2 separate regions of the Mus musculus genome follow, and region 2 is linked to region 1. A link is a contact called in public HiChIP or PLAC-seq data. All regions are on one chromosome and are shown on one strand. The core of a region is the stretch at or near the end of the contact, and the rest is flanking DNA. Distances in the headings are between cores, read along the strand shown.

Evidence for each region. HiChIP or PLAC-seq counts read pairs in DNA pulled down with a chosen protein or histone mark.
Region 2: a contact with region 1 is called in an H3K4me3 HiChIP or PLAC-seq map of bone marrow-derived macrophages, with 4 times the contacts expected there. The contact joins two enhancer-like sites. A contact is called at or near these places in 3 of 39 promoter capture datasets (embryonic stem cells and pre-B cells), 1 of 15 datasets of contacts at CTCF or cohesin (large pre-B cells), 1 of 484 Hi-C or Micro-C datasets (bone marrow-derived macrophages), 6 of 115 datasets of contacts at active chromatin or transcription factors (the 230-238 cell line, bone marrow-derived macrophages, effector CD8 T cells and 2 more) and 4 of 9 other capture datasets (adipose tissue, liver, macrophages and 1 more).

Annotation. Positions count from the first base shown.
Region 1 is chr10:4,600,433-4,603,132 of GRCm38.p6, reverse strand. No RefSeq gene overlaps it. Among named protein-coding and RNA genes, the nearest start is that of Esr1, 110 kb to the left of the region's middle. Within about 2 kb of position 1,307, at least 27 of the 459 cell types and tissues checked have an H3K27ac peak or open chromatin away from gene starts, as enhancers often do. A contact at or near this core is called in bone marrow-derived macrophages, where this site is marked.
Region 2 is chr10:5,190,289-5,192,988 of GRCm38.p6, reverse strand. All of the region lies in intron 92 of Syne1 (spectrin repeat containing, nuclear envelope 1), which reads left to right. Among named protein-coding and RNA genes, the nearest start is that of Gm51757, 140 kb to the left of the region's middle. Within about 2 kb of position 1,273, at least 25 of the 459 cell types and tissues checked have an H3K27ac peak or open chromatin away from gene starts, as enhancers often do. A contact at or near this core is called in bone marrow-derived macrophages, where this site is marked.

The DNA.
Region 1 (2,700 bases), core at 58-2,557:
GGATTGGAGTTAAATAAGACTTTGGGGTTCTTAGGTATGCAGGTGGTATGCTGAAGTCCAGGGACAGTAACTCCCGCTTGGTGACATGGGACTGTCACATCCCTTGTGCTTGTCTGGCACTGACTATCCCCACTCCCCCGACCTCAGATGTCTCCCTGTCATCTACATCCGCTCAGGTTTGCTCTTCGTGCCTGTCACCTCCTTTGCTCTAATGCATTTACTTTTCCAGAGTCCTGTTCTCTCAAGCGCTGCATACTAAATTCATGACTAACGTAACAGAGAAGCAGATGCAAATTACATTACCAGGTCTATCTGTCCGTCCACTTCTTTTCAAGCCAACATGAGTTCTTTTCAGTAAGGGCCATGCCTGCTGGCTGTGGTTGCACACAGTGGGATCAGCCTGCTGGCTGTGGTTGCACACAGTGGGGTCAGCCTGCTGGCTGTGTTTGCACACAGTGGGGTCAGCCTGCTGGCTGTGGTTGCACACAGTGGGGTCATACGCTGAAGAGGGAAGCACAGTCAGAACACAGGTTCAATAAGGAGCAGATCAAAAGAAAAAATTGGGTCATATTTAGGATCCACACTTTATCTGTATGCACATGTATGTGCCAGTAGAGGCCATAGAGAGGCATCAGGTGCCCTAGAACGAAGTTACAGGTGGTTGTGAGCTCCCATGTGTGTGCTGGGAACCAAGCCCAGGTCCTCTGCAAGAGCATCAGGTGTCCTCAACCACTAAGCCATTTCTCCAGCTTCCGAAAGCTTTGATTTTTTTTTTTTTTTTAAAGACAGGGAGAGTCAGGTAGCATGAAAGCAATGCCAAAGAGGAGGACCATAAAATGAGATAAAACCCACTGATGAGAGTTGCCCCAAACACCTGTATGGCAGTAGGCAACATAGCTTCTTTTTCTGTTACTGTGATAAATGTCCAAGCAAAAGCAACTTAATGAAGGAGTGATATGCTTAGGCTCAGTTTGAGATGGGGAAATCCTCATGAAGGGAATCTCCTCTGGAGGGGAAGTCCTCATGGAGGAAGTCCTCATGGAGGGGAAGTCCTCAGGGAGGAAGTCCTCATGGAGGGGAAGTCCTCAGGGAGGAAGTCCTCATGGAGGGGAAGTCCTCATGGAGGGGAAGTTCTCATGGAGGAAGTCCTCATGGAGGGGAAGTCCTCATGGAGGGGAAGTCCTCATGGAGGGGAAGTACTCATGGAGGGGAAGTCCTCATGGAGGAAGTCCTCATGGAGGGGAAGTCCTCATGGAGGGGAAGTCCTCATGGAGGGGAAGTCCTCATGGAGGAAGTCCCCATGGAGGGGAAGTCCCCATGGAGGGGAAGTCCTCATGGAGGGGAAGTCCTCATGGAGGAAGTCCTCTGGAGGGGAAGTCCTCATGGAGGAAGTCCTCATGGAGGAAGTCCTCATGGAGGGGAAGTCCTCTGCAGGGGAAGTCCTCATGGAGGAGGTCCTCATGGAGGGGAAGTCCTCATGGAGGGGAAGTCCTCATGGAGGGGAAGTCCTCTGCAGGGGAAGTCCTCATGGAGGAAATCCTCATGGAGGGGAAGTCCTCATGGAGGAAGTCCTCATGGAGGGGAAGTTCTCATGGAGGAAGTCCTCATGGAGGGGAAGTCCTCATGGAAGAAGTCCTCATGGAGGGGAAGTCCTCATGGAGGGGAAGTCCTCATGGAGGGGAAGTCCTCATGGAGGAAGTCCTCATGGAGGGGAAGTCCTCATGGAGGGGAAGTCCTCATGGAGGGGAAGTCCTCATGGAGGGGAAGTCCTCATGGAGGGGAAGTCCTCTGCAGAGGAAGTCCTCATGGAGGGAAGTCCTCTGCAGGGGAAGTCCTCATGGAGGGGAAGTCCTCATGGAGGCAAAGTCCTCATGGAGGGGAAGTCCTCGTGGAGGAGGTCCTCTTAGAGGGGAAGTGGCCATGAAGCAAAACATCATGAGGAGAAGAACAGACATCAGAGCTGGAAGCTTGGGTCACATTGTGTCTGCAGCCAGGAGGAAGAGACTTACCAGTGCTCAGGCTTAATTGGTTTCCTCTTTTCATTCAGTCTAGGATCCAAGCTCAGGAAATGGGGCCACACTCCCATAGGGCAGCTCTTCTCACCTCAGTGAATCTAACAGGATGATCCCTCACAGACTGACTCAGAGAGCAACCTAATGGAAATAAATCCCTTACAGGTGTGCCTGGAAGCTCGCCTCCTTAAGTGATTCCAGATCAGCTGGCTAGGCTCCTTCCCTGGAGGCATGCTGAAAATGGCTGCTCCTGAGGCTCTCAAGCCTGTCTGTACCCTTAAGGAGACTTACAAATGTCTAGAGCTAATTCATACCCTCACAGGTCCTGGTCTCTGAGGAGAGGCTGCGTATCAACATTTTTTAATCTCCATGAGATTCTACTGTACAGGGAGAGGTAAAAGTGATGGACCCAAATTCTTTTTAAATTTTATATTATTATTTATTTTATGTGTGGGAGCCTTGCCTATGTGTATGCCTATGCACCTGCATGAATGCTTGGTGCCTAAAGCAACCAGGAGGGGGCGTTGATCCCCCGGAACTGGAGTTAGAGATAGTTGTGAGCTGCCATATGGATGCTGTGCATCAAACATGGGTCTACTTGAAGAGTAGCCAGTGCTCCTAACCACTGAGCCCTCTTTCCAGTCCTGGACCCACCTCTTCTACCATTGCTAAAAACCTGTTCCATTGC
Region 2 (2,700 bases), core at 24-2,523, 590 kb before region 1:
TGCAGTTCTCCGTTTGCCATCCCCATTGGTCTGTGGCTATGAGTCCCCAGTTTCATCGAATTTGGGACCAGAGGCCATGCCATTAAGTGTCACATAAATTATGGTTGTCATGGAAGGTGACATATGTCGCCACCCCAACTGAGCTACTGGTTGGTGAAGTGAGCAAAAATTAGCTCATGAAAATTATAGCCCAGTATAAACAAACTCATCCACCATGCAAATTAAAGCCCAAAGAAGGTCCCTTTAGGGCCTTATGGCTTCCTAAAGCAATCCTCGGCATGGGGTACTGTATCCCAAAGGAGAACACAGAAGTATGATTCTATGGCTCAGTTAACATGCATGGAGGACTGCAGTAACACTAACCAGGTCCTACTTTAAATAGCAAACCTTGATTCCTATGAGACTTTTAGTTTCTGTAAAGTGAAGCTGTGCCTTGTTATGGGCCACATTTTAACATATCTTACACTAAATATAACATATTCTAAGTGGTGTGCCAGAACACTTAGTGAGACGTATATGATATAAGCAAAATACTTTCAAAATAACCAAAACTTTTAATGTGTGTGTGATAAGCGGTGATGTATTTTTAGCCAAAACAAATTTTGACAGATTTTAATGATGTTTCTAAGAAGTTATGTAACTGCTCGTGAGCTGAGATAATATTGAGAGGAGGCACTAATTAGAGCAAGTGTCTCCTAGACAGTGCTATAAATCCATCACTTAAAAATGTTTCTTTTATTATGTCACTTTAATTTTAAAGCCAAAGGGTTCAAATGGAACTTCTGTGATAAAGAGAACAGGCCTCCAAATTCAAAAGGTCATAAAGTTGCCAAGACATTTAGATGGTATGACAGTCTGTTGGTAGAGACTGGTACAGTTCTGGGGAAATTCTTAAGTCATCCATTCAGGAGATACATTCTTAGCTGGCTGTGGTGGCTCACACCTGCAATCCTAGCACTTAGGAGGCTGTGGAGGTACGTTTACCATGAGTTCAAGACCAGCTTAAGAGCTAGGTAGTGAGTTTCCCTCTACCTTGAGTTACAGAGTGAAAAAGCCCAGGCTCAAAACTAACAAATCAAATCAAACCAAAAGACCTCTGAGCAAGCCAGACACAAGACTTTCTGTCTTACACACAGAACAGAAAAGTCAACAACAATTAAATAATAACAAGAGTAATAAGAGGAAATTAACAAGAAAAGGAGAAGTTCAGAGCTCCCTGGGAGAGCTCTGATGCCCAAGTTCTGAATTAAAAATATGAATTACTCATCCTTGGATGATACGGTTTCTTTCCTGTGGTCATGGATGTCCCTAGAACTAGAGGAGATGGATTACAGTCAGCTGGTGGTATATCAAAATGATTACATAATATTCTTAAACTTTTCAAGTAGAACAGTTAATACTGATCTTGACACTGTGTGCTGTGGAAGTCTATGCCTTTTCTAATAGTTTCTATTTTTGTGCTCCATCTTGGTCAACACTTTCAATGTACATGTGAGGTTGTCCAGTACGTCATCACAAAAACACATTCACGATTTTCTTGTTATTAGTTGATATGAGTGATAATCACATCTTACAATGAGCTAGATTAGGCTTCCTGTGGCTTAGTTTTTACAAGTCTCCTCCATCACAAGATGTCAGTTAAAATCCATTGTTAGGCAAACATCCAGGCAGGGTCCAGACCCCTCTTAGTTAGTAGATGTGACCTCACCTAGGCTAAGGCAGGCGGCTTGACTTGGAGGATACTAAATAGCCAATGGAGTCTTCGCATTGTTTGTTTAATCAAACAAATCTATAGGCCACATCAGTTGGCTGAATGTTCCCAGAGTACAGTGTAAATCAGTGAGAGACTGACAGCTTGGGTAGCAATGCACTAGATTTCAGAACTAGTTTTAAAACTCCAGGAGCTTCTAGCAGATGCCCTTTAGCTCCAGTTTCCAGACCGCCAACGCTGTATAGCACAGAATGTACACAGCCATCCAAGGAAGAGCCAGATATAGTTACTTAAAAACATCACATCCGTGAAGGGGCTCTGTGCTCGCTCTTTCTGTAAGTAGATCTCTGTTACATAACAAACAGATTTCCCCCTCACAGCCAGGGTGTTCCCTCCTCTGACTGTGAGGGAGGAGGCATCCTCAGTTTGCCACAGGCTCCTTCATCCCCCTAGACACAAGCTGTCATCTGGCTTCCACAGAAGAGTTGAGACAGATATTGTGTCATGTTGTTGGCCTCCAGGTCAGAAGCTTCGTGAGACCACAGCTCTTCAGTGTCCAAGCTGCCTCTCTCTGGGTGGTTCCTCAGCAGCTCCTGAGGAAACAAAAATGAATAGTAACACACAATTACAAGTGCTAAATGGGATGTTTAATTATCACTAACTTTTAAGACTGGGAAAAATGTGGATCAAATTGGAGCCAAATCTGTCCAGATTTATTTCCTTGGGCATCTTAAGCTTAGACATATGAGCACCGAGCCACACATTTTTAACCGTGATTCCTCGCTGTACCAAGCATCGATGGCAGCCATTGTTTATGGGTTTCTTAGTGACTGTGATTTACTCCTTGAGTTCTGGTAGCTCTCGCATAACAGCCCCAAGTTCCTCATATACAGAAGATGATGGGCTTTCAACTCTACAAGAGGCCAGTTGTCAGGTAGAACCAAAAAAAAAACCACACATAGAACCAAAAAAAAAATTTTTTTTTTGGT